Regions from separate parts of the Capsicum annuum genome. Here region 1 is linked to region 2. A link is a contact called in public Hi-C data. All regions are on one chromosome and are shown on one strand. The core of a region is the stretch at or near the end of the contact, and the rest is flanking DNA. Distances in the headings are between cores, read along the strand shown. Region 1 holds the start of LOC107848364 (pentatricopeptide repeat-containing protein At1g62260, mitochondrial). Region 2 holds the start of LOC107848113 (actin-related protein 2/3 complex subunit 1A).

What was found. A called contact is a pair of places that touch in the nucleus more often than the background predicts.
Region 1: a Hi-C map of leaf shows a contact between it and region 2, with 2.1 times the contacts expected there. The contact joins the promoter of LOC107848364 here to the promoter of LOC107848113 in region 2. A contact is called at or near these places in 2 of 5 Hi-C or Micro-C datasets (leaf and placenta).

What each region holds. Positions count from the first base shown.
Region 1 is chr11:37,345,848-37,351,826 of UCD10Xv1.1, reverse strand. It overlaps LOC107848364 (pentatricopeptide repeat-containing protein At1g62260, mitochondrial), which reads left to right and starts at 3,535. Exons shown (of 2, transcript XM_016693124.2): 1 at 3,535-5,979. The coding sequence starts at 4,046.
Region 2 is chr11:37,180,746-37,187,184 of UCD10Xv1.1, reverse strand. LOC107848113 (actin-related protein 2/3 complex subunit 1A) reads left to right here and starts at 2,165. Exons shown (of 13, transcript XM_047398727.1): 1 at 2,165-2,279; 2 at 2,389-2,471; 3 at 4,326-4,411; 4 at 5,256-5,332; 5 at 6,034-6,128. The coding sequence starts at 2,402.

The DNA.
Region 1 (5,979 bases), core at 2,286-4,785, 160 kb before region 2:
ATACCCACTTGCAATGGATTGTTTTCTCATATGTCATTCTTATGAAGTGATTCTATCTCCTCCTGCATAGCAATCATCAATTGGCTGGAATTATCAAAACTAACTGCCTCTGAGTAAAAAAAATGTTCTTCACCAGAATCAATACCTTCGGCTACATTTAATGCATAAGCAACCAAATCAGCTTCAGCATACTTTTGAGGAGGTCTAATATCTGTTCTAGGCCTGTCTTTAGCAATAGAATATTGTGGCATCACTAGTGGTGAAAAAAAATAGTATCACTCTGTATCTCCAGGCTAGACTGAGAAGTAGGCACTGGTGTAGACTCTACTCCAATCCGCAATTCAACGTGGGTGCTTGAGTTTTGTTAATTTATGTCACTAGACTCATCTGGGAGCGAAGCACTAGATTTGGAGGAAGCCCGAAGCATACAGTTTCATCAACACAACATCCCTGCTAATTATAACCTTTCTATTTTCTGGACACCGAAGCTTATAACCTTTAACACCAGGCTTATAACCCATAAATAAGCACTTGACAGATCTAGGTTCCGACTTCCCATTATTAATATGAGCATAAGCAGGACATCCAAATATCCTCAAATCAGAACAACTAGCAGGTATACCAGGCCATACCTCTTATGGAGTCCTTTTATCAATCTCAACTGAGGGAGAGAGGTTAATAAGAAGTTAAGCTGTGGAAGCAACTTCGGTCCAAAAAGACTTAGGTAAACCAGCATTAGAAAGCATACAATACACCTTCTCCATTATAGTCCTATTCATTTGTTCGGCCACACCATTTTGCTGTGGAGTATGATGAACTGTTAAGTGCTGTACAATTCATTTTAACTTGCATAGAACATTAAATTCATTAGAACAGAACTCTAAACCATTATCAGTCTGCCTGCTTCCCTATTTGTTTTTCAATCATAGTCTTCCACTCCTTGAAAGTAGGCAACACATTATTATTTTGCTTCAGGAAGAACACCCAAATTTTTATGGAATAATCATCAATAATATTCAACAAGTAATTAGCACCTTCTCTAGAAGGTACTATAGAAGGACCCCAGAGATTAGAATAAATGTAATCAAGTGTGCTTTTAGTTGAGTGGATGCATTTAGTGAATTTGACTCTCTTTTGCTTCCCAAAAACACAGTGCTCATAGAACTCCAATTTGGTAATACTTTTCCCATCAAGAAGTCCTCTCCTTGTTATTTCAGCCATCCCATTTTCACTCATATGCCTAAGGCGCATATGCCAAAGTTTAGCAACATCATTATCTAATTGAGAGAAAGTACAGACAGCAGCATCACATGTAATCATAGAGCCTTGCAAGATGTACAAATTAGCAGTCTTTCTTTATCCCTTCATCACAATAAGATCACCTTTAGTAACCTCCAGGACTCCACCTTCACCAGTGTACTTATATCCATTCGAATCAAGAGCACACAAAGAAATAAGATTTCTCTTTAGGTTTGCAACATATTGTACATCACCAAGTGTCCGCACAACCCCATCAAACATCTTGATCCTGATTGTTCCAATACCAACTATCTTACTGGGTGTGTTATTTCCCATCAACACAATACTTTTAGAGACTGTTTAATATGTTGTAAACCAATCCCGATTGTGACACATATGAAACATGCAAACTAAATGAGAATTCAATCCTCACGGGGTTTGGAGTTACCATCAGAAACTACCAAGAGTTCTCTATCACTACTGCCATCTTCAACAAAACTGGCTTCACCGGACTTCTCTGGTTGGTTTCCCTTTGGTTTTGGAGCTTCCCTTTTATCTCTATTCTATAACTTATAACACTCAAATTTGATATAGCCCTTCTTTTTGCAGTAATTACATGTTTTGTTTCTGTTTTTGGATTTTGACCTATTCCTATCACCACCCCTAGAATTCCTCTCATGAGTCCTTTCTCGAACAATGAGACCATCTCCTTGTGTCTCCGACCCATTTATAAGATACTTCATCTTCTCCTTAGAGAACAATGCATTATAGACTTCATCTATGGTCAAGGTATCACGGCTATATAAAATCGTATCTCTAAAGATTATGTATAATGCAGGCAGCGAACACAACAAAATCAACCCTAGATCTTCCTCATCATACTTAACCTCCAGAGTTTCTAAATCAGAGACGATTTTCTTAAAGACTGAAGCTGATCCTCCAAGGACGCACCCACAGACATGTGATGGGAATAAAGTCGTTGTTTGAGATGCAACTTACTTGTTAGGCTCTTCGTCATACATAACGATTCCAGTTTCAACCACAATACAACAACAGTGGTCTCCTTCAAAACATTCTATAGAATCTGATTGGATAAATGAAGGTGGATCTGAGACCGAGCCTTTCGATCCTTACGTTGTTTGTCATTTTTCATCCACGATGAAGGCATCTTATCAAACCCTAATAGAGCATCGTCCAAATCCATTTGCGCGAGCACAACCCGCATCTTAACCTGCCATAACGAAAATCTAGTGTTGCGATCCAACAACAGAATATCATACTTCATGGTTGCCATCTCCGAGAAAACAATCGGTCTAGCTCTTATATCAGTTTGTTATGAATCAGACAAAATAAGCAAAAGGAAAAACAAGAACACACAGATTTACATGAAAATCCTTGCGGGAAAATCGATGGATAGAGGCAGAGGAATTCACTATAATGGATAGGGGTGTGCAAAAACCGAACCGACCGATAAACCGAACCGATAAAAATGTTATTGGGTTATTGGTATTGAGTTATTGGGTTAATGGTTTTTTATTGGTTTTATAAAAAAATTTATTAGGTAAACGGTTCGGTTTTGATTTTAGCTTAATGGGTTATCGGTTAAGCCGATAACCTAATAAGGATACACTATATTATTGTTTTACCCCTATTTATATTTTATATTTATAAATATCTCTCTATATCTATCTATCTATCTATCTATCTATCTATCTATCTATATATAGATGGATAGATATGTGTATGTGTATATATTATATACATTACTTATTCACAATTCAGCGATTCACAAAGTATTAATCTATTCAGGGCAACAAAGGCACAATATAAAGCTCGGCTATTATCGTATTAAAAAGCTTGAAGCATTTATAGCTTCCAACAATTAGGATTTAATTTTTTTTCTAACTAACATTCAATTCAAGTTTGAAGATTCTTATAAACTAAAATGCATTGCGTAGGATTTTGACGGTAACTAAGATTTCATTTTTTATATTAGTTGTTACTATTTCTATTTTATAAGTATTTTCTTATTGGTTAAACCGAAAATCGAACCATTAAGGACCAAAAACCGATAAACCAAAACCGATAAGAAAATATCTTATTGGTTTTACATATTTAAAAATCAAAAATCGATAAACCAAACTAATAACACATAAAATCGAAGTGAACCAATCGATGCACACCCCTAATAATAGAGAGGAGTATAATGTGGAGACGATAGTCTCAATACGAACAACCCAAAACAGCCCACTAGACGCACTTGTATAATACGTGCATATAAATAAATCCTAGGTCCAAAAACATACAAGTTCATACCAAAAAACTGTCAGTTCGATCCCTACGCTACCATCACAAACCCAATGAAAAATTACCACAAGCTTTTTAGGATCTGATTAACAAAATTTGGATCACAAACTCTAACAATATTAACTGAAACTGGCAACTTATGCCTCTAGTTGAGTTCCAAACACACCTTTTTTAAAAAAAAAAAAAGAAAAAAAGAATTGGGACAGGGGAAATGGAGAAGACAATTGCAAGACGGGAAACGGTAACCTCGTCAACAACGTGAAATTTCAAAATAAGCAACCAATCGAGTTAATAAGACTCCTCGTTTCCGACACAACTTCTTCATCTTACAATACTCTTTTTTAGTTCAACTTGAAAACTCTTTTTTTCAAATACAAATGCCTAATTGCGTAACTTAAGAATACAAAATCTTATTAGCGATGATACATTGGTGGTGGAACATAAGCAGCTTAAAGAGGTCTATTCATGCTCCAATTAATAGACACCTAACTGCTAAGCCATGCACAAATGCAGTGGTGCACTAAAGTTTCCTTTTGTGTGGACTCTGGAGAAAAGTAGATCACAAGGATCTATTCTGCGAGGCCTTAGGCTGTTTTCATGGATTCAATCCTCCTGGTCAAATGACAACAAGTTTACCCATTACACCGAGACTCCCTTTCACATTGCACCATATGTTATTGCTCACGAATCAGGCCAAAAAATACGTTATCATTCGACATTGAGTCGTAAGATTTATGATGCTCAGCCTAATGAAGTGTGTAAAGCAAACAGGAACATAACGAATTTGATTCGAAATGGTCGACTGGGGGATGCCAGAGGATTATTTGATAAGTTAACTCATCGAAACACAGTTACATGGAACTCAATGATCAGTGGGTACGTGCAAAATCGTGAGATTGTTAAAGCACGAAACCTGTTCGATGAAATGCCGCAAAGAGATGTTTTTTCTTGGAATTTAGTGATTTCGGGGTATTTGGCTTGTAAAGGGAATGGGTATTTGGAGGAAGGTAGGAAGTTGTTTGATGAAATGCCTGAAAGAGATTACGTTTCATGGAATACGATGATTAGTGGGTATGCTAAAGCTGGGAAAATGGGTGAAGCAGTGGAGATTTTTGAGTGTATGGATGATAAGAATGTTGTGTCGTGGAACGCGCTGATTTCAGGGTTTTTAAGGAATAGGGATGTGAAAACTGCTGTTGAGTATTTTAAGAAAATGCCGGAGAGAGATTCAGCTTCTCTTGGTGTGCTTGTATCGGGTTTGACGCAGAATGGGGAATTGGATGAGGCGGAACATGTTCTTTATGAATTTGGAGAGGGTAGTGACGGGAAAGAAGATTTGGTTCATGCTTATAACACGTTGATTGCTGGATATGGTCAGAAAGGAAGGGTTGATGATGCTAGACGTCTTTTTGATAAAGTACCATGTTGTAGTGGTCAAGGAATTAGTAGAAATAAGAGATTTGAGAGAAATGTCGTATCATGGAATTCCATGATCATGGCATATATCAAAGCAGGAGATGTGGTTTCTGCAAGAGAACTTTTTGATCAGATGACGGAGAGGGATACATTTTCATGGAACACAATGGTTTGTGGCTATGTTCATGCCTCAAATATGGATGAAGCATCAGACCTGTTTTCTAAAATGCCGAATCCTGATGTGCTATCATGGAATTCAATAATCTCGGGATATGCACAGACGGGAAATTTGGAATTGGCACATGATTATTTTGAAAGGATGCCCCACAAGAATCGGGTTTCTTGGAATTCCATGATCTCCGGTTGTGAAAGAAATGCAGACTATGAAGGAGCAATAAAGTTATTCAGTGAGATGCAACAGGCAGGAGAGAAACCTGATAGACACACACTCTCGTCACTTCTAAGTGTTTGTGCTGAAACTGTGGCTTTGTTTCTAGGTATGCAGATTCATCAGTTAGTGACAAAGACTGTTATACCTGATATACCTTTAAACAATTCCCTAATAACTATGTACGCAAGATGTGGCGCAATACATGAAGCCAGGACAATTTTTGAAAGGATGAAATTTCAAAAAGACGTAATCTCATGGAATGCAATGGTCGGAGGCTATGCATCCCATGGTTTTGCATTTGAAGCCCTAGAGCTTTTTGAATTGATGAAGCGCCTTAAAGTGAGACCAACTCGCATCACGTTCATTTCAGTTCTGAATGCGTGTGCTCATGCTGGTTTAGTGGAACAAGGTCGGTTATATTTTAAATCTATGGACTCTGAATTTGGCATCATACCTGAGGTTGAACACTTTGCCTCTCTTGTGGATATTGTTGGTCGACATGGACAGCTTGAGGAGGCCATGAAAGTGATTAACACTATGCCAGTGGAGCCAGATAAGGCTGTCTGGGGTGCAGTACTAGGTGCTTGTAGGGTGCACAATAATGTTGAATTGGCGCGAATAGCAGC
Region 2 (6,439 bases), core at 916-3,415:
TATAAAATTGCTATGGGGCATGAATATTTCATTCATGATGTTTTGGAATTCTGAAGGAGCATTCTTCAGTCCAAATGGCATGAAATTTCATTCAAATTGTCCTATTGAAACATTAAAAGCAGTTTTATATTTATCTGCTTTCAATAGCTGAATTTGCCAGTAACCTGATTTCAAATTAAATTTAAAAAATATTAGAGCATCATATAATTTATCTAATAAATTCTTTTAATTTGAGATTGGATATCTGATCCACCTGAGGACTTTGTCGAGAGGTTTATAATTTATAACCAACCTCAAAACTCCTCTTTCCTATTCATCATGTTTAAGACCGTGCATGACCATGGAGATTTTGAAGGTCTTATAAGACCTTTATGTAAAAGAGAATCAATTTCTTTTTTACACAATTCTAAGTATTCAGAATTCATTTGGCAGGGTCTGACTTTAGTAGGGATATTGCCCTCTTGAAAACTTTTTTCATATGGAAGGCTAGCCGCATACTTTTTTCTCTGCTAAAAAGCATTTGGATGATCTCCACATATTTCTATTGAAAATTGATTTTTTAACAGTTCAATTTTTTCAATCAGTTTAAGATTTTGAAAAGTTTGATCAATAGATAAACTGCAATTTTCATTTTTCAGGAAATTCATTTGTTTGATTTTAGAAAGTATTTTTTTTCTTTATTAGGTTTATATACTTGGTATACGGTGGTTCACACCATTCAAATCGAATTTGTTTGTTTTCAAAAGTGCCAATCACACCATTCTCATCCCACTGAATTATGTGATACATATGCACAAACTAAGGTTTTTCCAAAATAATTTCGTCACTGATATCTTTTATTAAAACGAATATTTCTGGCATGCATATTTTATTCTGACAAACATATGCTTTGGGGATTTTATATTTTACCCCTATCTTATGACCATTAGTATTTCTTACAACATGAGTGATTTTCACAAAATATTTTGAAGGTATCAATCCTTCTTGAATGCAATTACAGCCTGCCCCACTGTCAATGAGAGCTGTAAACTCTTTTTTATAATTATAATTGATTAAAAGAATAATTTTTGCATAAAAATGCTGCTGGCAACAGCTTCCAAAGTTTGGAGGAAATCTTCCTTAGGCAAAGGAAGAGTAGGGCTTACTACAGTAGGTGTCATAATTGGGTTTTCTAAGGCAGAAACCCTTTTGTCCAAAGATAAATTGTGACTCTTAAGAAAGGATATTTCCTTTTTGAGATTATCAATCTCCTTCTTAAGGTCTTGGGTTGTTGCAGGGACATTGACAATCTTTTGTCTTTCCTTTAAAAGTTTTTGAACTTCTGTCTGGTATAAGGTCCTTTTTGGGAGGGAATACGAGAAATTTTCTCCTCTTTGCAAGAATAACTGGTAGATGGTTGGTTATCCTCCCGGGTTAATTTATCTTCTTTTAGGACATTTATTTCTAAAACTTGAAATTGAGAGTAGATGTTATAAAAAACACCTTCTTCTTTCATGTTAGTACAAGGTTGTCCTTGTTGGCAGGAAAGACATTTATCTTCTGAAGACATATAATCTTCATTTTTATGGACTCGTAAATCTTCATCCATGGACGAATAGTTTTCCTCGTTATCACTATAGTCCGAACTAGAATTTTTCGGAGAGGAATTAAGCAATATTTTGCATAAAGAGTCTTTAACTTCTTCATCTAAGGTAAGACTCTTAATCTTTTTTTTTTTTACTTTACAATCATTTGCAAAGTGGCCAACTTTGCCACATTAGTAGCAAGCATTAGCCTTCTTGGCTTTTCTATAATCATTTATAAAAATTCTTATTTGAATATAAATTTTTAAATTTTGATGACTAACTTTTATTTTAAAAATTTAATATAACTATATGATTGCACCAATCAAATAATACTCTTGTAATTATAATGTAATTATATTATGTCAGTTTAAATAAATTATCATAATTACTTAACTGTGTAATTACTAGACTGTTAATTACTACCCATTAATTACGCCAATTTCAATCTGATTTTCCAAAGAGACCCTTCGAAACGAAAGGAGTAATTTCCCAATGAAGCAAACTAATTGTGGGCTTCTATACCCACCGGGCCTTAAAAGTTAGCTAAAACTAAATTTATAATTTCAGTCCTCTTATTTTCGATTACTGTTAATTTACAACCCCACAGTTTTGTCCTTTTCTCTTTGATCAACAAAAGCATTTTGGATTCTTGAAATAAACTATTATAAATTACAAATTTACTCAGCATTTTCATTTCTAGATCTCATTTTGCAGGTATAGATCCTTTCGTAATTCGCAATTTTTCTCTTCAGATCTTCCATTTTCTTCCCATTTTTTCTCTGGAGATCGATTTTTTTTAATTGATCAATTAATTATTTTGTAGGCCAGAAAATAAAATGGCAGCAAGTTCAGTACATAAATTTGCTCAGTGCATTACTTGTCATGCTTGGAGTCCTGACCTATCCAGTAATCTCTTTTGCTCATCACTTTTAATCTTTTAAGATTATTTGCAATTCGAAACTGGTAATCTCGGAGAAATTTAAGATGAGGCTGTTTACAATAAATAGATCCTTGTGCTCTGCCCTTCTCCACAGTCCTAGTGCACCAGACTGACTTTTTTTTCTTTTTTATGGTAAAAGGAAAAAAAGTGAATTTTTATGCTAAAAGAATCATCATATTGCTCTGGTTGTGCTTCATCTACAGAGTTGTAGTGCTTAAAAAGGTGGATTTTCTGCAAAAATGTCATTTTTACAGTCTTATGTTCAAGTGGGTAGCACATAGATTTTTTTTTCTTTCATTTATTTTATTGACTCTCTATTTGGATAGTTGTTACACATTGTTTTATAATGTATTATATTGTATTGTGCTTTGTTGTGTTGCATTGTATGGTACATATTATTTTAATAAATACAATATTTGGATGGATTGTATCATTTTTCGTTGTTACATAATGTTACACATCAATAATTTTAAGGTCGAAGTGTAAACCTACAGGAAAAGTAGGGTACGGGCAAGGGCTGCTATAAAAAAGTTGGATAAAAGATAAAATAGAATTTTAATAATAAATGAAGATAGAATGAGAAAAAAATAAGGTAACAATGCAATCACACCAAATTGGTCCTTACACAAAATGAGAATTTTCATTGTTACCTAACGCTGGATTTTAAGATATGGTACAATTAAATTTAAGGAACTATGAAAACAAACATTATGTTTAAACTAACAACACAATACAATACAACAGGTAACAACCATCCAAACAAGCTGTGAGTACGATGGATAAATTTTTACCTTTTCTAGAGTTTCTCTCATTCATAATGGTTATGGAATGCTAGGTTTGGTAATTGTCTGTCATTGTTTGAACCCACTATTTTCTACTCCAACTAATACACAATGAAACAGGGGTAAGGTCTGCCTCAACTATTCTATATAGTAGTGGTGGAGTCGGGATTTTCACTAATGGGATTCAAAATATAAAGAAGTGAACAGATAAAGGTTCTAAGGGATTTCAATTATATGCATATATATACATACATAATTTTAACCTTATGTACAGGCTTCCTTTTCTGGATTGCTTTGGTTTATTTTTCCTTGAGCCAAGGGTCTATTCTGAAACAACCTCTCTACCTCTGAGGTAGAAGTAAGGTCTGCGTACACTCTATCCTTTTCATCCTTCCCAGACCTCATTTTGTGGGACTACACTGGGTAGGTTGTTGTTGTTAACCTTATATATGTACAGTGCAATTTCTAGCAATGAACCCCTTGTGCCCACTAGCTTCGCCGTGTTATACCTACAGGTTCTGGATAACTCTCCCCATCACCTATTAATTCTTGCTTCCATGGAGATTTGAACTTGAGACCTCATGGTTCTCCTTCACTTCATTGACCACTTGGCGATACCCTTGGATTAAGGTGTAGGTATTTATGTTAAGATTGTACCTATTGCCATGAGGAGTAGTTCGAGTGCAGTGATTTATCCACTAATGTAAATTTCATGATCTATGTGTGAGTGAGAGTGACCAGGTTGCTTTCATGTGTGACCAGGAGGTTGCGGGTTCAAGCCTTGGAAACAACCTCCAGCGGAAATGCATGGTAAGACTGCGTACAATAGACCCTTGTGGTCGGTCCCTTCCTTGGAACCTGCGCATACATGAACTTTAGTGTACTGGGCTGCGCTTATTTGTGAGTGAGAGTGGTGCTTTTATCTGAATATACAAGTAGTAGAGTATGCTTTGTGTGGTATGTAGTGGTTTGTTTCATGTGATGTTACTTGATGGAATTAGGAAGAGTTGCTAATGCCTATATAACTTACTTTTGCAGTGATTGCACTTTGTCCTAACAACAGCGAAGTACATATTTATAAACTATCCGAAGACAAGTGGGAGAAGGTCCATGTTCTTCAAAAGGTAAATATAGTCTGAGTTACGATTAATGTCATCTCGTCGTGTTATCAAATTGTTAAAAAGTCAAAATTTTTGTGGTGTTTCTTGTTTTGCTGCCTATATCTTAGTAACTTTTGTTAGAGCTGGGATGCTCTTCCACGTACGCTTTCTCTCTTTTCGTCTGATTGGTAAAAGATATTCCTTTTAATGTACAGCAAAGTGCTGCAACTAATTGCAGGAGATAACTACATCACAAAATGTGAGCCGAGCCCAAAATATCTACAGGAGATAACTACATCACAAAATGTGAAACGAGCCCAAAAAATTTATCACAGCTTCTATGTCATTTGAAATTGCCATGTCACAACCAAAAAACAACTAAGAGATGAATCTGTACTTAAGTCTAACTGATTTCCTTTTGCTTGAAAAAATTCTAGTGCTCCTTTCTTACTAGATGATCCACCATATGAATGAAAGAAGTGAGTTCCAAGTGATCAACCTGTCCTTTTCCAAACCTTTCATGTACCAGCTTTGCAGAAGCTCTTTAGCTGTCTTAGGCATTGTCCAGCTGACCGTGCACTCTTTCTTTTTTCCCTTCATATGGATTAGTAGTCAGATATTTGGATAGGGGACCATTTTTGCATAAATAAAGTTTGCATTCCTTTTAATTTAGTTTCTGTGTCTATTGATGTGCTGTTGAAAATTTCCGAGAACCTCTTTAAATTCATATTATTTGATAAACATAAAATTTTGAATGAACTCTCCTCCATATGACTTCCGCAATCTATGTTCATTCCAACATTTTTTCAATTCCATTTGACTGAAACATTGTCATTAATTTGATTCTTATGGTTCCTTTATGCTGCAGCATGACCAAATTGTTTCTGGTATAGATTGGAGTTACAGATCCAACAAAATAGTCACTGTTTCTCATGACCGTAATTCGTAAGTGACTATCAATCTTTGAGTTTTTAGAGTTTGATATCATTAAATAGGTGACAGCAAAAAGTCTTCCATTTTCCATTGCCGCTTTTTTGTCCTACAAGGGGCTTCTCTCTTGATCTTTTTCTTTTGTAATTTGTTAAATCTGGCCAGAGTGATGCTGTCTGGTTAGAATGAACATTAGGCCTGAGAAGTACTTCAAACTACTCAGTAACATACTTATATTCTATTGTTTTCAGTATTTCATTGTTTGAGGTAATATTTGTGAAGGTTAGAACCAGGTTTTTCTTTCTTAAGGTGCGTAAAAGCCACTTCACCCAGATGGGGCTACAATATCTTTCTTTTGCTTTTCCTAGTAGAGCTTAATATTTATTGTGAGTCTGTGACAATCTATATAGTTGACAAAGATACAGAGTTGTATTTTTTTTTCGGTATAACACATTTGGTAGTATTATTCTGTATTTTGTTGTCTTTAATCTAATAATTGATTCTTTTTTATGTGTACAATAGTTCAGTTTGACGTGAAAAAGCCTAAAGGTAATATGGTTAGATTAGGGGAAACACAAAGAGGATGAAAGGGGTATATGTGTGTGTGAGAGAGAGACAGAGAAAGAGTGTGTGCATGCACGTGCGTATTCCATGATTGCACATTGTGGGACGTTTATTATGAATTAATGTGCTGAATAGAATAATATTCTCTGTAGATATGTGTGGAACCAAGAAACAACAGGGTGGGTTCCTACTCTGGTTATTCTCAGGCTGAATCGTGCAGCACTTTGTGTGCAGTGGAGTCCAAAAGGTATTCAAGTGCAGCACTTTTTTTCTATTTATATTTTGTTATGATGAAGTAAATAAATTATAGGCTTAAGTCATTGATAGACCCTTAAACTTGTTTCGAGATTTCACTTGGACCCCTCAACTTACCATTGTACCTATTGAACATTTCATTCTTAACAAATTTATACCTATTTGACACAATGAAAATCTTTTGAAAATTTGAAGTGAGTGTAACTCGCATGCCAAATAGACCAATGAAGTAATGCCACGTGGCAATTGAATTCAAATAATTTTTTTAAAAAACTAACTTTATTTAAATAATAAAAAAGACAA